Regions from separate parts of the Zea mays genome. Here region 1 is linked to region 2. The links are chromatin contacts, called in public Hi-C maps. All regions are on one chromosome and are shown on one strand. Each heading gives the region's core, a stretch centred on a gene start, on an enhancer-like site or on the middle of the called end of the contact. The rest is flanking DNA. Distances are from core to core; before and after follow the strand shown.

Region 1 (6,410 bases), core at 3,195-5,694, 390 kb before region 2:
GGGCCGTTTCGAATTGCATCCTCTTCGGCCATGTCTGCCTGATCAACCTATTAATAGGCAAAAACTTATAGTGCCCCAGCCCAAATAAGCAAACAGGTTGGGCCAGTAATACGGATTCATCACCGTACCACCCCACACATGAGTAGGACAACACATCGGCGATGGATAGAACGGGAAGCACCACGCTATCCCTAGAGGAGGATGACTAGGCGATCTTGGTTGTGCTACCCTTTGGGCCGTTTTAGTCGGCTTTTGCTTTTGCGCAGATCGCCTTTTTGACTTCGTTGGTTTTATTGGTCGATTGTGTGGAATGGCCTTCTTCATATATTTGGCAAGCAACTGATCAAATGTAGGGCCGACTCTACTGAGTTGTCCAGACGTCTTAGCAGTGTTTTGCTTCCTAACACTTGTTTTGGAACATTGTGGTCCGATGGTCCGAGGTTGTTACTTCTGACCGTCCGACCATCATAACCGGACTGTTCGCGCCTATCTTGGACTGTCCGACCTTAGTACTCGGACCGTCTAGCGTACGCAGGACAGGTGATTGTGATCGGGTGTCCGATCGTGCTTGCCCCCGGCGCCTCCAGACTTTCTTTTGTCCGGAGCCTTCCGAGTAACCACTCTGCGTGACATATTTGGTGTGCAGGGATCACCAATGATGATATTTTATCTTTTCTTTTATCGGCCGCACAAGGCCGAACTATGATTTTTTTGCTCGTCGGCTCTAATGTGGTGTCAGGGACAGGTGGCCTGTCAATCCTCACATCCTTTTGAAACCTCAAGCGACCTTCATTTATAGCCGATTGTACTTGCCGACGAAAGACAGTACAATCATTGATGTTATGAAGAAAAGAGCCATGCCATTTACAATATACACGTCCTTTTAATTTCTCAACCGAAGGAATTATGTGTGACAATTTAATATTACTATGTTTAAGTAGCTCATTAAATATTTTATCACACTTAGTAATATTAAATGTGAACTTAACTTTCCCCTTTTATGTTGAATGCAGGGGAGTGCGAGCAGCAGATTTGGCCTTAGCAGGCCAAACAAGCTCAGCGACCTGTATTTTTTATGGCTTTGTAGGGGTCGAAAGGCATTCGGCCTCATGCGCGGGTGATGGCATGTTGCGACTATGGTGCCTGCAGGTGTGGTGTAGCATGAAGATTGTGTGTGACGCGCAGTTTCCTGGTCTACGTATGCACACCCGGATAGTGCCATCTTGGTGATTGAACAGCCGTAGAGGGACCAGACAGTCTGGTATTGTATCTGGACCGTCCGGCCGTGCAGGGCTTTGCCTGCGAGACTTGTGATAGGCTCAGTGCGACTCCAGACTGTCCTATGTAAGGTGCCGGACGGTCCATTGAAGGGTCGGACGGTCCATGATCGTGCGTGGACTATCCGGCCATGCCCAGAGCCGATCTATCATGCAGTGAGGATGGTGACAACATTTCCCCCGGATATGAGTTTATCGACATACCATAATATGGTTGGGACTGAGAAGCCCCATTTGTCGCCGATGTTTTTGACGCAGTTATTTTAGTGCCCAATTTATGTGACAAAAATCAGGTGTATGAGTATTTTCTTATACATGCGTCATATTCTCTATATCCTCCATTATAATTTTAATCTGATTATCAAAAGAAATTTTAACAGATTGAATATCGGCTAATGGCGTGGTGTTACTTACAATGGGGAGCTGATGCAGTAAGGCTGACAGTGAATCGTACTTTACTTCCCTCTTCTTGACGACCTTCTGGTGGTGATCTACCTTGAAGTGTGAGAGGTACCACTTTTCCGCCACCTTGCTTATTTGACACAGTTATCGTTGAAATTCCTTGTCCAGCCTTTTCATGTGGTCTTCTAATTTCTCATCCTCATCGGCCGACGAGTTAGTCAGCCTTGTGTTAACGTCTAGGACAATGTTGTTGTGATCTTTGGGATTGGTCATTGCGACCGACCTGATAGGTCACCAAACAATATAATGAATCGCTGGGCGGTACTTAGCACCTTTAGATGGTGTAGGGTCAAATAAAGTGGTTATCCTAAATGTGGGGGCAACACCTCTATGATGGTCACCACCTATTTGGGACCAAACAGCAACGAACCCTAGGGCCTTCTCGTGATGAGCAGGTTTGGCTCCGCGAGGTGAACAATGGCGGTGGTCTGCGATGGGTTGCCCAGTCGTCTGGCAGTGCTCGCTGCGGGGGCATGGACAGTCCACGGCTCTGGGCCAGACGGTCCGTAACCTGGCGGCAGAAGCGGCGCCTTCCCTGCGCGCAGTCCAGACGGTCCGAACTCTGGACCGGACGGTCCACGATGGTGCAGGGTCATCTTCTTCTCCTCGTATGACCTAGATCTCGTCCCCTGGGGGAGAGACTTTATGGTGCTCCGGGTCAGCAGGTCACCCGGAGCGTCTCCGGACGACGTAGAGTCGCCTAAAAATTAAGAGATCAATTCGAGGAATAGATCTTGATTGAAGTAGACGAAGTAGATCTTGCCCCTCAGGAGGGGTAAAGATCATAGGGTCGTCTGGGGGTCGACAGACCACCCCAGGACGGATCTAGACGACGTAGAGTCGAATAGGGGTGGAGGTGGTTATGCAGAAGGCTATACTCCTAGAGCAGGAAATGTAAATAAAGTAATTGGTTCGATTGAAATGTGTTCGGGGGTTCTCAATCGACCGTACCCCTTTATATTTATAGGGGAGGAGGTCTGGGTCTATTCCTAGAGGCCAACAACTCCCACGTGATTAGATGGATAACCACGCACAAAATAAGGATAAACACCCGAGTTAATCTAATTGCGGGGCACGCGGACTGTATAGGCCCCAAGGGTCGGATCATCCGCCACTTTTGGTGCTCAACAGGAACATATTCGGTGCACATGAGCTTTTTGCGCACATAGGTTGCACATAAAAAGTTCTAAAAATGTTTCATACATTTCTACCCTACTCTAATTATATACAAAAGTGCAAGTTCAAATTCATTATACTAAAATAGAGAATATTTTAGACGATTTTCTAATTTAAACTTATCAGAAATTTTATCTTCTTTATTACTCTTTATATAATATGAATTTGAATTTAAAATTTTTTATATAATTGGATGAGAATATGTATGAATTTTTTTATGAACTTTGTTAGTTGTTGTGCAATATACGTGCACAAGAGACTAATGTGCACTGACATGTTTTCGCAAGTAATAAACGATGTGTAAGTTACGCGGGAACGGAGCTATAACAGGGATATATAAATATGTAGATAAATCTGAACATTACACGGGCAGTCCCCTCTCTACTCTAACCACTCTCTCTCTCGTATCATCTCTGGAAGCAGAAGAAATCATCCGCCCTACTAGTCTACTGCTACGGTACTACTCTACTACACAGAAGAAAACCCCTTTTTTCCACAAAATAGCGAAAGAAAAAGTAAAAGCAGGAAAAGGGCATCAAATCCTGTGATGGTGGCATCCGGGGATCTTATCTAGGCGAGCAGGGCCGCCGCACCCAGCAGCACCGCGACGGCCGACGACGCGATCACGCCCGCCGGTGTCCTCCTCGCTGCGGCCCTCTGCACGGGAAACACAAACAGTTTTTTTTTTCATTTCACAGCGTTAAGCAAGTCAGTAAACCGTTCTTTTTTCTCTCCCTGCCACAGCTGATAAACAGAAGAGCAGGGTAATTTATGTTCGCCACACCACATCAATGTAATTGAGGTCGAGGAACGGTAGTACTGTAAAATGTGGCGAGCAAGCGTACCGCGGTGTCGGCAGCGGCGGCGTCGCCGCTGGGCCCGGGAGCCTCGGCTGCGGACGTGGGCGCGTCGGCGGTTCTGGGCTTCTTGGCGACGGGGGCGTCGGCGGCCGGGGCAGGGGCGGACGCGCCCTTCTTCTTCTTCTTGTCCTTGGAGGAGGGGGACGACGGCTTCTTCTTCTTGGCCGGCGCGGGGGCGGGGGCGGGGGCCTCGACGGGCTTGGTCTCGGGGGCCGGCGCCGCGGCGGGCACGGGCGCCTCGGCGGCGGGAGGCGTCGCCGCGGGGGGAGTGGCGACGGGAGCAGGGGTAGCCGGGGCCGGGGCTGCGGCCTTGGTGGCGGGCGCGGGCGCGGGGGCCTTGGGCTTTGGCGTGGCCGGCGCCGCCGCGGGTGCCGGGGTGGTTGGCGCGGCGGCCGGCGCCAATGGGCTGGCCTTGGAGGAGGACTTGGGCGCGGGCGCGGCGGCCGGCGTGGCCTTGGAGGAGGACTTGGGCGGCGCCTTAGCCGGCGCGGCCGCGGGGGACTGCGCGAGGGAGCTGGTGGCGGAGAGCAGGACGAGGAACGCGGCGCAGAGGACGACGGTTGCCCGCGCCGCCATTGCGAACGTCGCGCGCGTGCTGCTGCCGCTGTCTGGTGCTACGCGAGTGGCAACCGCAGGCAGGAGTGTGTGTGCGTGGGAGCGAATCGAAGTGGCACGGCGAGGCGTGGCGGGCGGGTTAAATAGGCGGACACTCGAAGGAGAAGGAGCGCTACGCTAGCGCGACGGGCCCGGCCGGCGGACGGACGTCGCAGGGTCGCAGGGTCGCAGCGTGCCGTTGGGGCGGTAGGTGCGCGCGGAGCGGAGGCAGTCAGGTCAGGTCACGGCAAGGCCTCGGTACGGTGGTGTCGGGAGCCGTTGCTGCGTAGTGTCGGCGGGGTTTGCGCGAAGAAATAATGACGGCAAGGCCAGCAGGCTGTGTGCCACGCCGAGCGCCCGAGCCCGCTCCATGCGTCCGTCAGGCTCGCGGAGCCGTTGCCGCGTGTGCTTCCTTCCTTCCTTCCTTCGTCACGTCACCGTGCTGCCGATCAACGTCACTTGCCAGGAATGGATCGCAGCTGGTAATTGCCGCTTGGTGTGGTGGTTTCTGAGACGGGTACGGTGTCGCATCCAGGAGGCTGTTGCACAAGTGTACGCGTACTCGCCTGTCGGTGTGGTTCGCGTACGTAGGACCGTGGGAGTAGGCACTCATACTACTCTAAATTTCTACCCTAAAAAGAATATTCTATCCTGGTCAGCAAAATTCTTTACTCTATACCAGAATCCTCCGCACTCATGTTTACTTTATATTCCAACCCTATACCAACTACCACATATTATATTATTTTTTCTACTGTGCTTGCGTGCACTTCATAGCGATTGTGGACCTCTGCTGCTGCAGCTGCACTGCCTCTGTTTGGCGTAGGTGAGAGAGAGCGCTAGAAATGGCGTAACGCAGAGCATGCAGTATCGGGTAGAGTCCTGCGCTGCAGCATTTTTTTTACGCTAAGTCGGGTAGCGCGGGCATGCAGTCGCCCGCTGCGGACAGCCTGACACCCAAGGTATTTTTAGACTTGTGCCGTCTACACTAGACCGAGTAGCCACGACGACGACGATACGGCAATATGCCCAATATAACGCACAACACTCACGTCCACAAAGGACCTTTGTTACCAAGATTGTCGACGCATACAACCCCGCATAACGGCGTGTACGTCAACGACGTGGCTTGATTGAACGCATTGTCATCCTTTTGTGTCGTCGTCAACATTGGGCTAAGCTTTAGAGCATATTCGAAATATAGTATTAGTGTTTCATGCCTAAGGTCCGGACTTCTACACCTAATCTAATAATAAGTTATAGATGTCGTTTGGTTCACGAAATGTAACGTAAATGACAACGGTAATGATTCACACTGAATTACCAATGGTAACAAGTTTAAACATGGTTTAACGTTATCGTTCATATTACAAATATATGAACCAAATAACACCATAATTTTAGCTGAGATAAAGCGGCTAACCATTAATAGTTGTTTGAGAGGCTAACAATTAGTTGGTGTATCTTGGCCATCTTGTCGCCGCCCGTTCTAGATCGCTCAGATAATTTTAGTTACTAACTATAACTTTAGAGGTTTAGACTCTATTCATAACTTATAGAGCTAATTATTAGTCCACTAATAAGTTGTTAGCTAGGATGGAGCAGCTAACAACCAATATCGGTTTGAGAGGTTCAACTAAAAATTAGTTAGTCTATTAGTTGATTCGTTTTAAACCTCTCACCTAATTTTAGGTACTAACTATTAGTTTTAGAGGTTTGGAACACGACCTTAAAAAGAGCATAAGGCTGACTCCAACCATTATCCCTCCCAAATCCCTCTATTCGTACTTTCCATTCATATTTAAATATACCCCCTCAACTATTATCCTCTATTTCACTCTCTCTCTCTCTCTCCAACCATTTTCTCTGTTCGGCTCCCCTTTATCTTTTAACTAAGCTATTTGATTTGTATACATCAGTTTTTGAAGTTTAGAAAGATACTACTATATTTATAGTATTGTATTACATTTGTTGGATATCTAAACTTAAAATAAGTTAATTTTACAGTTAAATTGACTGAACAGAGAAGATTTAAACTCCC
Region 2 (6,207 bases), core at 2,894-5,393:
TAGTGATAGATGAGGTCACGATAGATATACAAGGAGATATCCCTTGGTGTATGCTTTTCGCTGACGATGTAGTTCTAGTAGATGAAAGTCGGGAAGGAGTAAATGTGTGTTCTCTGTGTGTGGGTTGGCATCAGGCATCACTGTTGGGTTGTCGGCCCATTAGGGTTAGGGTCGTTAAAATTGAATTTCATTCTAATAATAACAATTTAGGCAAAGATCAATTAAGCTAATATGATTTTATGTGAAATATATTTGTATAATGTTATTAGCAATATGTGGGAGATATTTATGTGCTACATTTTTACTAAAGATGAGTAAGGCGAAGAGTGTTTTATAAGTTATAGAGTAGAAACATATTATGTTGATAGATAAAATCATTTCCCATACTCCACCTCATTAATTTGATATAGGCTTATATCTAAGCTTTGGAAAGTGGTGGAATGTCAAATTCCAAGCCAAATAGACTACTTTATTAAGAAAATTGCAATTCCTCCAAAATGAATAGATTCAAACGGCCCGTAAGTCAAATTACTCTTTGGCCAAATTTATAGGAAAATGCGCCAATATCATCAAATTAGTTTCATTACATTCTCCATGAAAAATGATTTGATAGCATTTATTTGAACTTGTATATGCTAATATTTTTTTCTAAACCAATGTGAACTATAATTTGAGGGAGTGCCTATTTAAAATACTGGAAGCTACCCACCAACGAGTACATTCATATATGGAAGGTACCAAGGTTTTATGTTGAATAAAGCTGACAACAGATGCTCAATCAAAACCTCATACAATAGCAGGTTTGCATTCAATGGATAGCAGTCCAGTCACACTACAACAATCATGTGAACCAAGAATTGACACATACTCTACATGGATCATTCATCATTGCTTGTAATATTAGCTAAAATATTATTTTTGAATAGATTTTGGTACTGTAGACAAAAAACTCTGTTAATCATTCAAGAATCATCAGGACCCTTCTTTTGAAAGACATATATCAAACAGATAATCTGTGCTACTTTAACGACCAACATATGCAGCTATCTCGTCTTATGAAACGAAAGCGCAAATCTCTGTTTTCACAGGAAAAGAAAAGAGAACATGTGGAGCTAGTTGTCAACAGCAAGGCTTCAACATTTTGACAGGATGTTTTTGCTCAAAGTAAAGCTAAATACAGCATCAGTTATGATAGAACATTTAAGCATTAATTGATCAGAAGCATTTAGTCCTTTCCATACAAAAGCGAGTTCAAAGCATATATTTTTGGAGCTATAAACAGCAAAACCTTACTGAAATTAGCAAATTATAGTAACCACAATCGTCCTCACAATGTTACAGACATACAGTATATACAACCAAGGGAGATTGCTATGTTTTTTCCTGAGAAAATAGCAGCTTGAGGCCCAGATGAACGACTAGTTGGTTAATTCAATTACTGTAACTTAACTCATTTCATGACCCAAATATACAGGAAATGCCCTTAATGCTCATAGCACATGTGGAATTACAAAATCATTTCCAGGAGGAATTATAGATGTAGTCTTCTGTTTACCTTGACACTAATATTAATTAATTCTATTCAGGTTCAAAATTTACAGGAAATAGCTGTAAGCACAAAGCACCGTGAAAACACTAAATCTTTTCCAGGTGAAATTCTAGTCTTGTGGATATTTTGACATATTAAAACTTGAAAAGGCAAACCGAGTGTCCACAAGTATCCACCTTGCCTTTCATCTAATCATTTTCCCAATCAACCTTGGTTATTCCTCCCAGAACAAAAACACATTTTTATCAGCATTATAAGGCCCAACTGATTGGTCCAATGATTGAAGTCAAAATACGACATTCTCTTCATTTTTCATAGTAATGCTGAATATATACCCTTATAATTAGACAACCTAGTGACCTACAATCTTTAGAATCAGGGGAAAAAGTAAAGCCATGTTATATGAGCATAGCCATGCATGTAAAGCATCAGTATTTTTCAACATCCCAACAACATGATTGTAAGTCTTTACTGCCTAGGTATTTGCTGAGATTGAATTTTGTAACAAAAGGGTTAAGTAGTTTAATCAGCTAATTTTAAGTGAGGGTAAATAAAATCAACATTTTTCATTCCTAGCAATATAATTCATCCGGGTGTTAATTGACAAATAAATCACATCATAGCTTCTATAAAGCAAGGGATGATTACTGCAACCGAAAAAAAATCAAATGGAACAAGCAAATTTTTCATCAAACCAAGATCTTCACAGGAAGTCCAAACTGGTGTATCCACACACATATGAACGGAGAGAAGGGGAGTACCTGGTGGAAATCACCAGAGCCAGAGCCAGCAGAGGACCCTGATGTGTTACTGACACGCACAGGGACATTCTCCATGATGCGCCTGAGCTTCACCTCCAGGTCTTCCTCATCCTCTCGTAGTTTTACACCTCCTGATCTCTTACCTGCAAGATCCACCACAACCAGCCCCTTCTCACTGTCACCACCAGAAGCCTTTCCTGGTGGTGCTATAGGGACTAGCTGCTGCATGTTGCTATCGCTGTTGGGAGCTGACATTGCGGGATGAAACCCTGCTTGTCTTCCAAGTTGCCTGCACATGAATAAATGATAATGGATATGAATTTTAGTGTTTATATACACATTCAGATTTCAGACTTCAAGTTGCTATGGCAGTGGGGAGGAGCTGGTTGTAGTGGAAACTCATGTCGTTTTCATCAATACAAAGTACACAAACACCGCTATTAACCATGGTTAGCCTATATTTCAGTCTCTAATGCTCCTCTGAACAAAATCTATACCCATTTACATCAAAACCCCGTTAGCTGGTCACCATGTTGCAAAAACCAAATGATATTTGAAGCATCATTTTATCAAGAAATCTGCAAGCACTGAAAAGTTCATAGCAGTAATGACAGGTTGCTTTAGGAGTATTCAGATTGCTACATTAAGTTAACGCGAAATTAAGAGTATGCAGAAACATTACTTGTTTTGTGAACCAATCAAAGAAGTTAGGCCCATGCTGCCCACGGCTATTCTTCCACACATTCAACCTCAGCTCATGGAGCTGATTGGGTTTTGGCCTAGACAAACTAATTGCAAAACCAACCAACCAGTGTTTTCTATCAAATCATTAGAGGGAGCCAGTGTACATCCACACTCATTCTGCCATGGCCTTATTTTTAGAATGATGAGTGATTTTAGATACACAGTAATTTAACACAGATATCAATCAAATATTAGTGCTATCAGCTACATGTTTATGAAACAGCCCAATACACAGATCATATATTCGAGGTACACAAAAAGGGAAATAAACAGCATTCGACTAGTTCACTGGATCAATGGTATAAGGCATATTAACTGTAATGAAAAATCTAGCCACTAGATTATAAGTAGAACTTGATGTACTTAGGCATTATAGTTTCCAAAACCTCTGAACACACGAACCGAATTATATAAAGTAATAAAGGGAAGAACAGAATGCACGTACTATATTATATTTAATGAACCAGTCAGAGCCAAATCCGTTCCACTTTAGTAGTGTCCAAATCTATTGTTCAACTATAATTTCCTAAATAGACAGCAAATGTCTACGAGTTGAACGCATTCCTCACATAGCTCGTGCACTGAACACTTGTCCTTGTCTCCAAATTCATTTATCATACAGACAAGGGCACAGAGCACACAGTGCAGAGCCAGGATTTTAACCTTGGGTATTCCCACTCCCACAGAAGGGGAAAAAACGAATCTATAGGTTCTAAACTTCTAGTTGCAAATTGCATCTGCATAAACAACAGAACAAGTGAACAACGCACCTTGTAAATCGCTAATGTAAATCCCCAATTCCTCTGTCGTCTGTACTCAGCCGCAGAACGCCAGAACCGTTGCGGAGCGCGGACCTGCCGACCTGGTCACCTGGAGTCCTGGGCTGGACCTGACCGGATGGCCGCCCCCCGCCTCCCACCGCGCCGAGCCGCCGCCCTTGCAGCCCAGGCGCGGAGACGAGGCCGCGCCCGTGCTGCCGTGCAGCTTTCCGCGCGCGCCGCCGGCGTTTACGTTAGGGAGCCGTCGCGGCTCACCGCGAAGGCGTCCGTGACTGTGAGGTGGGCCGTGGGCGACGAGAGGAAGGGTGTCGGGTGGCCTCCCAGAAACCCAAAATTTGTCGCCTGGGATTGTTATCTGGGCCACGCAGCTCCAGTGAAGGCACAATCAAACAGGCCTAAGGACCTTTTTTTCCTACTGGTGGGCTATAACGAATGAAATACAACACAATATTGAATTCTATACTTAGCAAATGCGTTCGCTAAATAGAACTCCATTAATAAATACTAGTTGGTTAACTATGCGTTTCGACGGCTCACAAAATAATCATGTAAATTATCCACCAAAAAGATCTCAAGATTTTTTATTAATTGTCTCCGTTCTTCGCATAATGTTTTTTATTAACGCACATGTACCATAGGCAGCAAATTAGAAACCCCCATATCTCTCGCCTTCCCCACTTCCAAGGTTTCGTAGAGCACGAGTGGAAAGGAAGAGGCGGGCATACCTGTTTATTGCCGGAGAAGGACACGACAAAGACCTGGGCATCTAGAGGCGACAAAGGTAGTATACTGCTAGATATATAGGGAGAGAGCACGCAAGCGGAGAAAGAAGCCAAGCCGGAGCAGCTCCAAACCGAGAGGTACCCGCACCAGGCGTCAGTTCGAGAAGGGCGAGAGAATGCGAGTATCTTGTCAGCCCTGAATCCGCCGAAGTGACACAACACCACCACCAACTCTGTAGCATATGTCGATTGCTGCCACGCTACGGAACTTAGTTGTCCAATATCTCAGACCTGGACTCCTCGTCGCCAAGATAACCTAAGTGTGGCAGGCGCCACCATATCCTCCTCGACGACACACACGGAAAAAGGTTAGGAGCATGACCAACTCGCCCCGTACCCGCGTCGATGATCATCGGTCGGCTCGCGACTGCGACCGTGGGCGGGGGCAGCAGGTTGGGGAGGAAGAACAGGACGAAGGCCAGGAAGACGAACGGGACGTCCGACGACGGCGAAAACGATGGTGTGTGTATGATGTGAAACATCCTCGTGGACATGCAATAGCCACTGCGCAAGTCAGTGTCGGGGCTGGTGTCGGACGAATACGGGGAGGAAACACCTGCTCCTACGCCCTCTGCCGAGAATGGGGTGGCGCGGAGGTGAAGGCATGAGGGGAGAGAGAAAAGAAGTAGAATGGCGAACAGGTGGTGGCAACTGAGGCGAGGATCGTCATTATCGTGCGGATGTATAGATGGCCAAATGGGCCATGTCTGGCGAGCCGTCCCAAGGTACGACCCATTTAATAGTGTCTGGGCCAACCCGTCACGAGCGTCGTGCGGTGCTTAGGCCGTAACCTCGGCCCGTAGTGCTAGCCCGGCCCGATACAATTATTTTTTTGTTTTACAAAAAATCATATATACATATATACAATTTATATTCAATATTATAAATATTTGAGCATAGTGTTCTACTGGTTAGACAGCTTTGTCCATTGTATCCCACCCTTTTCCATCAGTGTGTGGGTTAAAACCTCACCTCCTTCACCGATTTTTAACATTTTACGCTGAATTGATTTGGAAAAAAATATAGGTCTTTTTTTGTAAAAATATGACGCAGGACGACCGTTGAAACTGGTGCTTTAAGTATAGTAGAGAATAGTACAATGCTCAAGTGTTGGGTACAACAATTATATTGATGATAGACTCTTTCCACAAAAAATAAATTTAAAGTTAAAGTGCACCCTCCTTACCGAAAATAAATTTAAAATTAAAGTGAACATATAGTACATAACATATATTTAACAACAAATATTGTACTTTATCTTAACCAAAAGATCGAGAAAGGTATGAGTTAAAAATGATACATGCCTCTTTTTATAGCTCGCTTGGTCGTTCGTCCTCCTTCAGTTAGTGAGATGGTACTATCTAGAAGTGCTACGCTACGTGTGGCTTCATGTTATATTGGGCTTTGGTGTTTTCTCACGGCCCATCTAGGACGTAAGGGTCTGGTTGTTAGACCAAACGTGCGGACGAAAAACAAATCTACACTATGCGCTCCACGCATAACGTATGACATATGACGTACAAAACTCGTGCTTTAAAGAAGTAGCGTTATTTTTTATTGCTAGATGTAAGTTGTTCTAAGTCATATAAGCA

Evidence for each region. Hi-C and Micro-C count contacts between places; a contact is called where the count stands out from the background.
Region 1: a Hi-C map of tassel shows a contact between it and region 2, with 2.9 times the contacts expected there. The contact joins the promoter of LOC100281826 here to the promoter of LOC100283616 in region 2. A contact is called at or near these places in 2 of 25 Hi-C or Micro-C datasets (ear and tassel).

What each region holds. Positions count from the first base shown.
Region 1 is chr1:76,770,033-76,776,442 of Zm-B73-REFERENCE-NAM-5.0, reverse strand. It overlaps LOC100281826 (transcriptional regulatory protein algP), which reads right to left and starts at 4,444. Exons shown (of 2, transcript NM_001154746.2): 1 at 3,761-4,444; 2 at 3,234-3,572. The coding sequence starts at 4,351. The coding sequence ends at 3,486.
Region 2 is chr1:76,378,889-76,385,095 of Zm-B73-REFERENCE-NAM-5.0, reverse strand. It overlaps LOC100283616, which reads right to left and starts at 4,143. Exons shown (of 3, transcript NM_001156517.2): 1 at 3,825-4,143; 2 at 2,311-2,599. The coding sequence starts at 2,565.